Regions from separate parts of the Mus musculus genome. Here region 2 is linked to region 1. Evidence: chromatin contacts called from public HiChIP or PLAC-seq data. All regions are on one chromosome and are shown on one strand. Each heading gives the region's core, a stretch centred on a gene start, on an enhancer-like site or on the middle of the called end of the contact. The rest is flanking DNA. Distances are from core to core; before and after follow the strand shown.

Evidence for each region. HiChIP or PLAC-seq counts read pairs in DNA pulled down with a chosen protein or histone mark.
Region 2: a contact with region 1 is called in a BATF HiChIP or PLAC-seq map of CD8 T cells, with 14 read pairs. The contact joins two enhancer-like sites. A contact is called at or near these places in 4 of 39 promoter capture datasets (3T3-L1-derived adipocytes, epiblast stem cells, hippocampal neurons and 1 more), 8 of 484 Hi-C or Micro-C datasets (the 63-12 cell line, CD8 T cells, the MNK3 cell line and 4 more) and 7 of 115 datasets of contacts at active chromatin or transcription factors (the 230-238 cell line, CD8 T cells, DN3 thymocytes and 3 more).

What each region holds. Positions count from the first base shown.
Region 1 is chr14:78,315,737-78,322,324 of GRCm38.p6, forward strand. No RefSeq gene overlaps it. Among named protein-coding and RNA genes, the nearest start is that of Tnfsf11, 11 kb to the left of the region's middle. Within about 2 kb of position 4,700, at least 18 of the 459 cell types and tissues checked have an H3K27ac peak or open chromatin away from gene starts, as enhancers often do. A contact at or near this core is called in the 230-238 cell line, the 63-12 cell line, CD8 T cells and 4 more, where this site is marked.
Region 2 is chr14:78,426,914-78,434,461 of GRCm38.p6, forward strand. No RefSeq gene overlaps it. Among named protein-coding and RNA genes, the nearest start is that of Gm30662, 99 kb to the left of the region's middle. Within about 2 kb of position 5,213, at least 49 of the 459 cell types and tissues checked have an H3K27ac peak or open chromatin away from gene starts, as enhancers often do. A contact at or near this core is called in the 230-238 cell line, the 63-12 cell line, CD8 T cells and 4 more, where this site is marked.

The sequences.
Region 1 (6,588 bases), core at 3,450-5,949:
CAATAGCAGTGCTCCATCTTGGGCTGCCTTGGAATTTTATCTTCCAGAGATCTTGAAACTTAGTCTACCACAGAGTCTCAGAATAGAAACAAAATATAGACACGGACTTTGTCACAAAATAACATGAGTATCCACGAGTCCAGTCCACAGTAGCACTCTCATTCCTACTGAAACTTCACCATCACAATCTCTGTTGTCTATATTCCTGCCAACATTTCAGTCATTAAGTTCTACCATAACTTCTCATTAGTGTAGTTCACTAAAGACACTTTTGGCTTTCTCAGGCCAATTTCTTCAAAATTTTCTAAGCCCTCTCAAAAACTATTTCTGAAGACTCTGAACTACTTGGTCCAGTTTAGTCACAGCCATGACTCCACTTCTTCTAACCAACTTTCTGGAAACAACAACAACAACAAAAAACCAAAAACCAAAACAAAACAAAAAAACCCAAAAAAAAAAAAAAAAAAAAAACTTATGCTTGTGTGTTGACTCGAGCTTTCAGAACCATGGTGGTAGAAATGTAAAGGACATTAACCTTCTCTTTTTACACCAAGCCACCCCTGGTCTGCTTCTCCCTTCAGGGTATCCAGGCACATTAGACACCAGGCTGGACTGAAAGAAGTGGAGCTTATCCAGCTGGGTGGGTTAGGCAAGATCTCTGTTGTTGTGAATGCAGGAGAAACAGCCTTCTCTGGAGAAAGATTTTAGTGAAAAGTCTCTCCTTATTGGGAAGGAGGGGAACAAGGGCTATGGATACACCTTGGGGAATGGGGTAGGAATTGTCAGAGTGAGAGGACAGCATTGGCTGGGCCTGGGGAGCTGGGAATGCTTCATATGCATGAGGAGGAATTTCAGGTGCTTGCTGGACACATCCTTATAGGAAGAGAGGAAGTTTAACCTGTAACCTGGCTACCAAGCTATGTGACTACCTCAGAGATGGCAGAGGTGAGAGTCTCAAGGCTACATGCACCAGAATATGCAGGCCCAGAGCAGGGGGAGAACAGTCCTACTCCTGTCAGTTTCAGGATGAGATTTTCAGGATTCGGACATGTCTCCACCTCACCCTTGCTCTAGATGGCTCCCCCAGTTGCTCAGCTTTCTGGCCCCACTCTACCAGAGTTCACTAATGTGAATGTCTACTGTACCTGACTATGTCTGGTGACTGGGTGCATCTTGGGCAGTGGTAGGCACTTATGAACAAGGTAAGGAAAGTGTTTCCTCCACAAGAGAGCAACCAAAGGCAAGCCAGTGAGTTTCTGCCAGCGCTTGGAGTTTCCATTAGATTCCACACATCTCTTAAGATATATGGCATCAAGTCTCGGTAAAATATGGGATTGCTTCTCTTTTCAGACATTATAGAGACGTTATAGAGTCTATTCTTTACATTAATGTGTGTTTGTATGCCGTAGAGCACGCGTGTGGCTCAGAGGACTGCTTCGAGGGAATCAGTTCTCTCTTTCCACCACATAAGTTCTGGACATTAAGCAGGATTGTCAGGCTTGGTGGCAAATGCCCTTTCCTGCTGAACCATGCCCTTGTTCTGAATGGTCTGTTTAACGCATAGGCCCACCCATGGTTGCAAACAGTTTTGTCTCGGAGTCAGTCTGTGCTCTTGTGTTTCTATGCTATCTCATCAGATCCGGAAGCTGTAGGCACGTATCCATAATCACACATCTTCTGTTGCTATTTAAGACAGAAGCAAGCAGTTATGAAAAGAAATCACCTGTGTTGACGCTTTCCCAGAACCCCAATTTCCCTCTCGCTTCTTCTAAATCCTCTTGCCCTTTGGTATCTGCAGTGTAAAAATAATTTTCTTCTTGTTCTGCTTTGCCCCATGGAACCAACCTTCCTGGTTCATCTACTGATTATGTGTGTTACCTTCATAATGTTTGAGACCTGAGCTTCTTGCTCCTTCATTATTCAACGTGTGCCTTTAGTCCCGTCTTTTATCACTGTGTACCCTGCATGTAAAAGTCTACTTTGGGAACATAAACAATGCATACTGTCTTCACACCCTGTGCTGTTTCTTGTCAGCCCTTCGTGTCTTTGTTCTCCTGATCTTTGCTTACTCAGCAAGTATTTACTGAGCACCAGGTACAAGGCTGATACAATTAATCTAAAGCCAATTCAATAAAAGACTTCAAAAGTGAGAAACATAGAGGATATATCATTTGAAAATATAACTAGAACACGAGAAAATAAAAATGGAACTCGAGGAATGTATGGAACACAACCACATGGTCTTGTGTATGTAAACTTGGAGCTCCAGAAGGAAGGAGACTGGATAAAACCATATAAATTGACACAAGACATTTCCAAGCCAATTGAAATTGACTCAGATTCAAAGGTCAAATAATTTCATAGACTCCACACATATACTCATGATCATTAAGTCACCAAAATTCAAAAAATAAAGACCTTAAAACCATTGGGTGACTATCCAGTTTTTTCTTTTCTTCATTGGCTAGAGATGTCAGGCCAGTCTCTCTCCTAATTTCTTTGCTCACACTGACATGGCTTTAAATGTTTTTCATTTAAATGTTTTCCCTTCCTTGCCCAGTGCTATCGGAAATGTTACACGACGGGAGAACGATGAGAGGAAGTGGTGGAAGGAAGGGTTAAGTACGGAATGATAAAGAACTGGAGGAGTTTTGATTCGACTATTAAAGTAACATTTGAGGGAATGATCTCTGTGTTTGGTAAAAAACGTCCAAGACTAACTACTTCATCGGGGTTTTTAGTGACTCCTTGAAGGCTTCGCTCCGGAAACTTATGACTGAAGATGCCTAGCCCCAGCTGAGTGCTTAAAGCACTTCCCCCACCAATCAGCTTCTGTAATGCCCATCCCATTTGCTTTCTTCCAGCCAGCCTGCCTCATGAGGTGCCTTCTTGGATCAGGTCCCTTTGACGTTTGTCCTCAGACTGTCTCCTTTCTGGTCACCCACGACTTGTCCCTGGGATACACTTGGTCCTGTTGTCAGTGAAAACAAACTATGTTTTCACAGTGTGCCACTTTGTCTCAGCTCTGCTGCTGGACAGACAGCCACTACCATGGCTTCTAACTTTTAGACTTCTTAGAAAAGGATTAAAATTTCACTCTCTGCACCTCAACAAATATCACCTTCCCCAGCTGCTCCTCTGAAAAACACTTCTCAAGTAATTTTCCCATTTGGTCAGGTTTGCTTTGCTTACCCAGCCCTCCTTTTTGCTAATAGAATTCTTTGAAACCCCCCCCCCCCTCTCTCTCTCTCTCTATCCCTCCCTCCCTCCCTCCCTCTCATTCCTACTTTACCCTACTGTCACACAAGCAGACAGCCACTTACCGTATAGTATAATTAGCAAAATGTCTTGGGAGCACATAAGAGAAGTTTTTAACCTTGGCCATAAAAGACTTGTTGAAGGAAGCCATATTTAAACAAGACTTGTGGGATGAGTAATCATTATTTAAGCAAAGTGGGAAAATATAGGGGCCAAGAAACAAAACAGGATGTATTCAAGGAACTGAAAGTTTAGTGTCACAGCGTGTGAGGATAGAACGTGTGAGGAGAGACCAGGATGCTGAAAAAACAAGCCTTTGTCTCTTCAGATAAAAAGTTGGATTTTCTTCTGAGGCAGTGCAAAGCCTTTAAAATGTTCTCTCTGTGTGTTTTGCTGCATGGTTCAGAAGGTGTTCGAGCTGCAGTGTGGAGGACAGGCTTGTGGAGGAAGATCATAGATGATGGGCAGAGCAAGCCTGGAGGAGAAGTTGGTTATATGGCCACTGCCAAATACAGGCAAGGACCAGCAGTAAATGGCAGAAGTGGTGTGGAAGTAGAATCCTCAGAGCCATTTAGTCAAAGAAGCCACTGGGTTTGGTTGTGAGAAGATGAGGAAGACCAAAGACCCAAGATGTCACCCAAGTCACTGCCTTTACTGAGATGAACACCCAGGAGGAGTCACAGGCTCTCCAGGTCCTGACTGCAGGTCGGAGGAGCCTGTGACATCTTTCCTGCTTCATTACTGAGGTGACTCCTCCTATTCAGCCTTCAGGTCCCTACTCATAACTCCTTCCCACTTCCCGCACACACAGAGACTTAGTTAAACAATGCTTTCACTTTGTCCCTCTCTCACTCACTTCACCTCTATCACTTTCTTTGTTTCAGTGACTCTAATCATTTCTGTGTAGTCTTGAAGACACGGAGTCTGCTTATTTATTATGTGTACCCCGCACCATCCAGCAGTCAAGTTCCTGACACGTGGCAGAGAGAGGCCTCCTGAATTTTAAACCAGATAGGAATGCTTGTGGGGAGGTATTTCTGAGCAGGCATGTTGCAGAAGTAACAGGTGTGGCATCTGCCACCATCACAGCAGACACACAGGTCACTGCTCCACAGCAACACGGCTCTTCCAGCCTGGGAAAGAGAGAGAACTGACCTCTATTCAGATGGGGCTTTGCTCAACACCAAACTGCACCAAAGGTCTGGGCAAACGTCTCATCGAGGCTGTCTAGTTAGAGAACTTTCGTTCTTTCTGTAGTCACAGCTCTCAACCATCAAAAAAGATTCGGATTTTAGAAAAGCCCTCCGTGGAAACTTCAGAGTAGAAGGGACTGGTCTAACCATGAATCTATTCCTGCTCCGTGACAGAGTGAAAGTTTTAGGAGCCTGCCCTAAAACCAAGCAGTTAAAAACGGGGACCTTGTGGTCTCACATCCTGTGATTAAATCCAAGCTGCGCCACTAACAGGAGAGGTGACCTCTATTTCTGGGTCTGGGTTTCATTCTTTGAAAAGCTAAGGTAAAACACTACAGGATGGCTACAGAGCCATGGTGCCAGCAGACCTGAGTGGTGAGAGCTCTGGTTTAGTACTGCCGAGTTGTTTTGAGTTCAGTGTGAGTGGACATATATGGAAACTCCAGCTAACATTGCTTAACATATGTACTGCTGTTCCAACCACTCTTCATCTCGCTGCTATACTCACTATGGCCACACCACAGCATCCTTACTCAACCTGATCATATTTTTGAAACTGAATCTCTTTAGGTGTCTTAGTATGTCCCAGAATTCCTGAGCTCAAGGGATCATCCTGCTTCCGGTCACTCTGAGCAGTTTCAGATGGATTTTTGCTGCTATCATCAGCACCGGAAGTAAGGAAGACCACCAGGAAAGTACACATGATCTATGTTCTTTGCTAACCTGCCTCGGTGGAAGCTGCAAACCCTGCACTAGGAAGAACAAGGCAAGGGGAGTCCAAGTTCAAATGCTTTAGGTCAGACTGGTCCACCCGGTGAGACAGACCCTCATGTCAATAATTGTAAAACTTACACGTGAAAGTCTGTGTGCTTTATCTAGTGACAGTACTCATATCTTAGTAGAATGATCACTTACTTGTTTCTTTCTTTAAAAGTAAACTCGGATGCACAAGAAGACAGAAAGCTATGAAAGAACTCTCCTATAACAAAGGTCTGCCCACAGCAGACGTGGCAGGGGCTGGCCGAGGTGGAGATCAGTAAGGAGATATGAAGCACAGGGAGGGTTTCTGAGGTCACGATCCAGCACAGCTCTGCACCGCCATGTTCTGATCAGGTCGATGGGGCTGTCAATGACAGACATCGCTTGAGCAGACATTCCATGAAAATAATCTAAGCATCCGTTTCATGAATTATAAAAGACAGGCTTAAGTTTGTATTTGGAAAATTCATTCAGTTTTCAATTGTAAAACTTAAAAAGAATTGCCATTTTGTGTGTGTGTGTGTGTGTGTGTGTGTGTGTGTGTGTGTGTGTGTGTGTGTGTATGAGAGAGAGAGAGAGAGATTGAAACACAGAGAGAAAGAGTGAGGGGGAGGGGAGAAGTAGGTGGGGAGGAGAGAAAGAAATGGGTGAGAGGTGGGAACATAAATGTTATGGGTTGAGTGTGGAGGTCAAGAGGTCGGAAGACAATTTGAGTTTCGGTTTTCTTCTTCTTCTACCGTGTGGGTTTCAGAGATCAAATCAGATCATCAAGTTGGTGGCCTTATCCTGGTGCCCTTGTCCTGGTGCCCTTATCCTGGTGCTTTTGTCCTGGAAACCATCTTGTTGTCCCTTCAATTTTAAAGTATTTTTAAGAGAGAGAGAAAAAAAGTCATTGAGAAATCTGTAAGACTGTCATTAGTAAGAAGAGGTCTGTTTGGCTGTGTCATTAGATCCAAACATTTCCATTATCAGTAGTACAGACAAGGAAACTGGGACACGTGGGCAGACGGCAGGGAGCCTCATCTTCTGACATTTGGGTTCACATTTGGCATTTATTCTTGCTCTTCAGCATTTTGATGGAAATTGTGTGACTCACTTATAAAGAAAGGCATTTGTGTGTATAGAATTCTTTCATATTTGCTAAGTAAAATTAGCATTTCTACAGTCCACATACTGAATTATTCCAGCCATTTTGGACCTCAGGAAGTTGGCTGATAAAAGCCCCTGCCAGAGAAGGTAATTTCCACTGTTAGAATTGTGAAACTCACCGCAGACAGACTAGGGAGATTGCATTATAGAGTAAATTAATGCTCAGAGGGGTAGTTTGTATAATCTAAGATGTTGTGTCCACTCTGCTATATAAACTAGCAATCTTCAC
Region 2 (7,548 bases), core at 3,963-6,462, 110 kb after region 1:
AAAATAGAATCTTAGAAAGGTGTTTCATGAAGAAATGACCTCAGGAGAATGGAGAAAGCTTTCTCACGTTTAAATGAGTGGTATGCTACCTTTATGCATTGTAATGGTAACATCCTACATAACCTACACATGCATAAACATGTACACATGGAGAGACGCTGGAACTGTGGGCTTTTCTATCCATGCCCCAGTTCCCAAATAACGACTCTGAGGTTTATTGTTTATTTAAAAATGCCTAGACTTGTTCACTGTAGCTCATAACTTATTTAACCCGTTTATACTATTCTATGTCAGCAACATGACTAGTTACCTCTCCTCAGTTTAATACAGCTGACTTCCTTCAAGTCCCTGTGGGAAATCCCCAACCTCTCACTATCCCCCAGAGCCCAATCTCTCTACAGGAACTCCCACCTTCTACCTTCTGCCTTTTGCTAATAGGCCATCAGCTTTTTATTGAAAGGTAATGCTTCCACATAGTGCTAAGAGATTATCCCTACAGGGGTAAAAAGGTGTTTAAGTATTACAGCACAGATAAAACTTAACCTAGCAACAAGGAATATCTAGCCAGGAAATTGACTTGAAAAAATTCCGCAAAATACTACAGAGGTTCCTTCTCCAATACATGCAAAACAAAAGAATGCGTATCTACTCCTTTGTCCTTTAGCCCAGAATAAGTGTTTATCTAAAGAAGTGTGCAAAGGGGCATTTTGCTCTAAGAATTTACTCTAGAGCAAAGGATGTTATTCTACTGTTACTCTTAATGTTACTCTACTGAACGGTTCACCATAGCATTATACTTAACAACACATTAAAGTAGGTAGTAGAAACATGGTCTACTGCAGCTGAGAGTTGGCCAGGAATCACCTGAAAAGCAAGAAATCTAATCTAGATTCTGAAGCTTCAGTCTTGCACCCAGGGTTAAAGACCCTGGTGGAGCCTGGCTGCTCTGGCTTGGAAGTTTGCAGGGAATCTAGATCATCATAGGCCTGGAGAGTTGACTTGAGTGTTCCCAGCAACTGTGTTACACCATGCAGATTTTCCAAGGAGTTGATTTCTTGGCTTCAGAGCTGCGCACAAGCTCCTTTGGGCTTTTTTTTTTTTTTTTTTTTTTTTTATGAGGAAAACATTGTTGGGAAAGGAGCCTGAGGATCAGCCACTGGAAAGTGCACTCAATAGCACTTTGGTTGAGATAATTGCTCCATTTAAAAAAAAATTGTAGGCTTCTGAGGTGACCACAAGCAACATTTGTGACAGACATTTGACACTGAGAAACTTTGCCATGTGTGAGTGAGTGAATTTATTTTGTAAACCCCTTCCCCCAAACACTGGTTTATTGACTAACAAGAGAAAATGATCTAAACCCACTAGAATATGTTGGCCAAGTCCTCCCTTCTGTTGCAATGCGCATTTATATAGACACCAAGATTGACCACTGTATAATCCTGTAGATTGCACCTGGACAAGCAGAAGTTCTGTCTACTGTACAGAGTGACAACTTAGCAGCTCATTTGCATGGCATTGGCTGTGCTCTGTGTACACACACGTGCAGACTCCTCATTCATGCTGAACTGAAAGAAAGGACCTCCCAGCCCTAGTCAGTAGCTACAAGGCTGCTCAATCCCAGAGCCAGACGCTCTCCACTGCCCTTTCTGTCCCTAGCAAGTTCTGCTCAGAAGAAAACTCGCAATGTGACAGTGTAGAGGCAAAACACCCATCAAGTAGAGACAAAGACCAGAAAAAAAAAAAAGATGGCCTCCAAGGCACTCTGCCTGACCGTGGCTGCCAGGACTCTATGTTATAATTTAGCACGACAAGGATATAATTGGGACAACTAGGTAGAGAGCTCTGGAACACTGCCACTCTCTAGTACTCTCTGGGCTGTGGATCCAGGCAGCTGGCAAAAACTCACCAGCAGCGTGCAAAGCTTTTCCCTGTAGGCATTTTCCACAGTTCCAGGATTCTTGAAGAGCTGACTTCCTAAGCATGTCTCCGCCCTACAAGAAAGGAGCCTGTTTCCTGACTTTCTCCAGCACCCTACTTTCTATTTTAAATGCTGCACTGCAAAGGAATAGTAACGGGAGTCAGAATGATTTCCGTTCTGCCCTTTCTTGCTTGGAGACACTAGACGACTATTTTTGCCTTAGTTCTATTGAATAGAAATACAATACTAGGCACAGCCTTGTGTCCTTGAGAAGACTCGATAAGACAATGGAGGTGGAAATGCCGTGTCTCCATTCACAAAGGAACTCACACAATATGTACTCACTGATAAGTGGATATTAGCCCAAAACCTAGGATACCCAAGATATAAGATACAATTTGCTAAACACATGAAACTCAAGAAGAATGAAGACTGAAGTGTGGACACTTTGCCCCTCCTTAGAATTGGGAACAAAACACCCATGGAAGGAGTTACAGAGACAAAGTTTGGAGCTGTGACGAAGGGATGGACCATCTAGAGACTGCCATATCCAGGGATCCACCCCATAATCAGCTTCCAAACACTGACACCATTGCATACACTAGCAAGATTTTATCGAAAGGACCCAGATGTAGCTGTCTCTTGTGAGACTATGCCGGGGCCTAGCAAACACAGAAGTGGATGCTCACAGTCAACTATTGGATGGATCACAGGGCTCCCAATGGAGGAGCTAGAGAAAGTACCCAAGGAACTAAAGGGATCTGCAACCCTATAGGAGGAACAACATTATGAACAAACCAGTACCCCGGAGCTCTTGACTCTAGCTGCATATGTATCAAAAGATGACCTAGTCGGCCATCACTGGAAAGAGAGACACACAAACTGTATATGCCCCAGTACAGGGGGACGCCAGGGCCAAAAAAATGGGAATGGGTGGGTAGGGAAGTGGGGGGAGGGTATGGGGGACTTTTGGGATAGCATTGGAAATGTAATTGAGGAAAATATGTAATAAAAAATATATATTAAAAGAAAAAGAAAATGCCGTGTCTCCCAGATGCTTTGCCCTAAGTGAGAGTCATAACCACACGTAATGTCTTAAGCAGTCAGTCACACATGTTAGACTATGAGATTCTGTGTTAGATACTTTGTATCACTATAACAAACACCTGCGATAATAAATTTATAAACAGAAATGGTTTGTTTTGGTGGGTCTTATCCATAAGCAATTTTGCTCATCTATTTTTGTTAATTGGTTAGTTTGTTTGTTTGTTTGCTTGTTTGTTTTGAACACGTGGTAAGGATCATAGGATGACAGGTCAGAACTACTCACCTCATGGCAAAGGAACAAAAGATAAAATGGGTGGATCTATAACCTCCTTTGATAACATCCCCCTCTAATGATCTAAAAACCTCCCACTAGGCTCTTCCTCTTAAAGGTTCATCACCACACAAAAGCACATTCCAAAAGACCAAACTGCTAATTCGTTGGCTTTGGGGCACATTTAGGACCCAGACTATAGCAAATTTCAAAACTGTGTGGAGAGGATTCCCCACCCTTTAAAGTTAGTGTATATACTAATAGAAAAGAAGACACAACATGTGCAAAGACAGTATATTAAAAATAAAACATCGAAAACATATGTATAGGGTAAACTTCATGGGGATTTCACAGGAGGAAGAACAGAGACATCAAGCTGGGATATCAAGGAAGGAGCAATTCTAGCAGAAGGCCGAAGGCTAAGATGGGTTTTGATGAGATAAGAATATATCACAGATGGAGCAAAGGTTCAGAATAAAGTACCCCGGATAAAACAAGGCACTCAGGAAATACTTGAGGCTTTCCATACTGTGGTTGTTTGAATAAGAATGAGCCCCCCATAGGCTCCTATGTTTGAATACTTGGTTCTCAGAAAGTGGAACTGTTTGGGAAGGATTAGAAGGTATGGCCTTGTCGGAAGAGGTGTGTCATTGGAGGTAGGATTTGAGGTTTTTATGACATTCCCAATATTCTCATTCTCTCTCTCTCTCTCTCTCTCTCTCTCTCTCTCTCTCTCTCTCAAGATGCTAGTTCTCATCAGCTTCTCCAGCCACCTGCCACCATGCCTTGCTCCCCCATCATAGATTCTAACCCTCTGACCCTATAAATCCATTAAACATTTTTTTTCCGCTCATGATGTTTTGTCACAGCAACAGTAAAGTAACTAAGACACGGGCTCATTTATAACTGAGCAACCATTAAAACTTAAGATTCTGGAACAGAGAGAGAAGAAAACCTCTCTGTACTACTCCTTGCATAATGGTGTCTTTGCTTTGGCATAGAAGAAAGTACAACCATGATTCTCTAACTCCAGAAACAGAGCAGACGGCAAGGAAAAGAAAGGCAAAAATAAATAAATAAATAAATAAATAAAACATACAGAAAGAGAACCATCTGTGTTTTCTGGGTTAGCCTTTCTTCCAATGTGTAATTATGACTCCAAGAGCTGGGCTGGCCATTCAGAGGGATGATGGTCCAGGTCAAGCAATAACCCACAGAAGAGGAAATCAGCATCCAGACATTAGACTGCATTTGCATAGTTTTTCCTTACAGGAGGTTTGTGTTGCCAACTAAAAACTAGATACTTCCTCAATACATCTTAATTTGATAGGAGACATCAAATTCACAAATCTTCAGCATAGCCTAAAGCAGTGCCAACCGCCCCATCCCTAGAATAAAACACGAGACTATATTATTTTCATTTTGTAGGAAACACTGAAAGTTCAGGGCTGGAAAATTGTGTGTGGGCTGATGCCTGATGGTGCAGCCGGTTATTATGTAGTGACTCACAATAAATTTCCAGAGCTACCACACCTCAAAGCTAAACTCACTCAAACCAAACAGTAAACTATTAGCAGGGATATTTTTGTAACCATAATTTCTAGCCTTTTAAATATTATTTTAAAAGACATGCAACATGGCCAATTTTGTAAAAGCCGTAGCCTTTTCTTTTATAGCGTCCATGGTTTAGAATATTCATCTCTCAAAAAAATAAAAAATGAAAACATGCTCTGGGAGTGTTTTAAGGATTTTTTTTTTTTTTAGCTAACTCGGTCAACTAGCACAATGGTGAGGCAGAAACTCTGTCCTGCCAGCCAGCCTTAGCCCCTCATCACAGGGAAAACTCAGAGGACTCCTATGACCATGGCAGCATCTGCCCCAGGTACCATAAAGGAAGTCTCTTCACAGAAGACCATGCAGATGCTGGCTCGACACAGGAAGTGCTGCTGGTGGCAGACACCCGGTTCTAAGAAAGACTGTAAAATAGGCTGCTAAGCATTTCCCTGACCCGGAACAAAGCAACTGACAAACCATGCATAGATCGACTAAGGCCCTCCAACTTCATGCCTGACTCCAGGTTTGGGTACCTACAGAGACACACCACGTATCTGCAAAGATCCACAATGAAATTGCATCTGTCTGTGCCCCAAGAGCCCTGTTTAAATGGATATTCTAAGAACATCTGAACAGCTTCCTGAGAGACTCAGCCTGGAGCTCTTATGAGCATCAGAATGGACAGGCTTCTCTCATTTCTGCTTAGCCCCGTGAGGCATGCTGTTGGGTCTGTGAGGCACATGCTTGCATGGACTACTGTGCTAGGTGCTCTGGCTCTGCGTTTTTGAGCTTGGAGCATCACACAGACATATTATTCAGATGGAGTGGATGAAATGAATAATTTACAGTGTGTGTTTTGCTGTCCCCTTTGTTCCCATCTCTCAAAGGTCTCAAATGTGTCATAAAAGACATTCCTAGAGTGACATCCTCCCATTCTTTTCTAAGCATAGAATTAATGAAGCGAATGAGTGTCATGAAACCTTCCAAAACTCCCCACTGGGGTGGGGGTGGGTGTCAACAAAGGCCAGCCAAAAGAGCTAGCTGTTCAGGTGGGGCAGAGGCCAGCAACAGGAGACAGAAGAGAATCCTGGCACACCGCAGACAGAGTGGGGTTTTTCTCGGTTAGGAATGCAAACCTAACCTCAGCTCTCAAAAAGGAATTGGATGCAAAGAGCTGCAGGGCACAGAGGAGTCAGGGCAGTGGGGGTAGAGCCATGTCTGCCCTCTGCCCAGGTTTGTTTGCCTTAAACTGAACAGCAACTAAGAACTAACGGCTTCCCTGGTTGTTTTGGGATTAAAAGCCAAGGGTGGCAGAAGAAATGGGTTGTGCACTGTAAAAAAATAGGCAGAAGGTACAGCCTCACAGGCAGTCACATCTCCCTCCTGAACAGAGAGATAGAGATCCTGTTCTCCCAGGGCTCCAAGTGCCCTTCCTGCTTCAATGTCAGTGGTGGCTCTGCATACTGGGCCCTCTTTGTAGTGGGCAATCCCATCACCTCTCTGTAGGATTTCTCTTACTCCAGCACTCCCTGTTCCACCCAGGTCAGGACCAGAGGTCTAGAGTCTCCCTACAATCCATGCCTTGCTCGCCCACCTCAAAGACCTTCTAGCTAATAAAACACCACCTCCCTGTCACTGGCTGTCCTGTCCTCCTAAGGTTCCCGTGTTCTGCTCCCTAAAGATAGTCTGTGTTGTTGTGGCACCCATAGTAGGACTTCGGGCTACCCTTGGACTGTGACTTATGGAAAAGAACAAAGTCCTGGTCTTCCAGCAGTCCTCCTCTTTTCTTCTAGTTGGTTTTATATGCCAGCTGCACATGCCGTGCCCAGCTTTACCGTTCTGTGGGCCTCGACGAAGAACATCCACAACTGTTGATGGAAGAAGACACACTTAGAAGATCTCTACCCTGTCACTCCCAGAAAGCCTACCTGTTCCACAGACACCCACCCCCTACTACACAGAGCACAAGCCACTAGACATTTTCCTTCATCTTCTTTGTAGAGTCTCGAAGCCACTTATGCTCTTTTGGCTTCTGAGTTCTTTCTTCCCCACAGCAAGAACAAGGCTGACGGTGAGTGAAGACTTAGTCAGGAGCTCTTGCCTTCTCAGTCAGTCTCACTGCGGAAAAGGTACTCTGGCTTCTTGAGCCAAGTGATGGGGGGAGGTGGGCACTCTTAAGTGAGAGAGCTGTACACCAGGTGTCCTGAAGGGACATCCTCTGCTGCTGACCCTTTCTGCAAAAGGAACATAATGACTCCACTTCCTAGATGGCTCCTGAGCCAAAAGACACCCTGCTTTGTGGTCTCCTTAGGCAACCAAAGAAAGGCCAGTGCCTATCCATTGAGTTTCATGAACAGCTGAGAATGTCTAAAAATCAGACGTGCATAAGTAGGTGGGGCCCAGATGGGTGAATGTGTATCAGAGGAGTAGATTTCATCAACATCTGAGAAATGACTTTGAACCCCTAAACCCTACACATATGGGCTGAGATACTTTCAATCTCAAGTTAGCATAAACTAAGAAAGAAATCTGTGGGTTTGCATACCTGTGTGCCGTTGATCTCGAGCCCCGCTGGCTCTAAGGTCTCAGTGTCTTCAGAGCTCTGCTCTGTCTCCACCTGGTGGACCATTGTCAGCTTGGATCCCAGTACAATGAGAGCAATTTCCAATCATACCACCAGAATTGTCTCACGGGTCTACTTGCTCAATAAGCTTGTCTCTAAACTACTTGGTTAAGTAGGCTCTTCCAAGGCAGA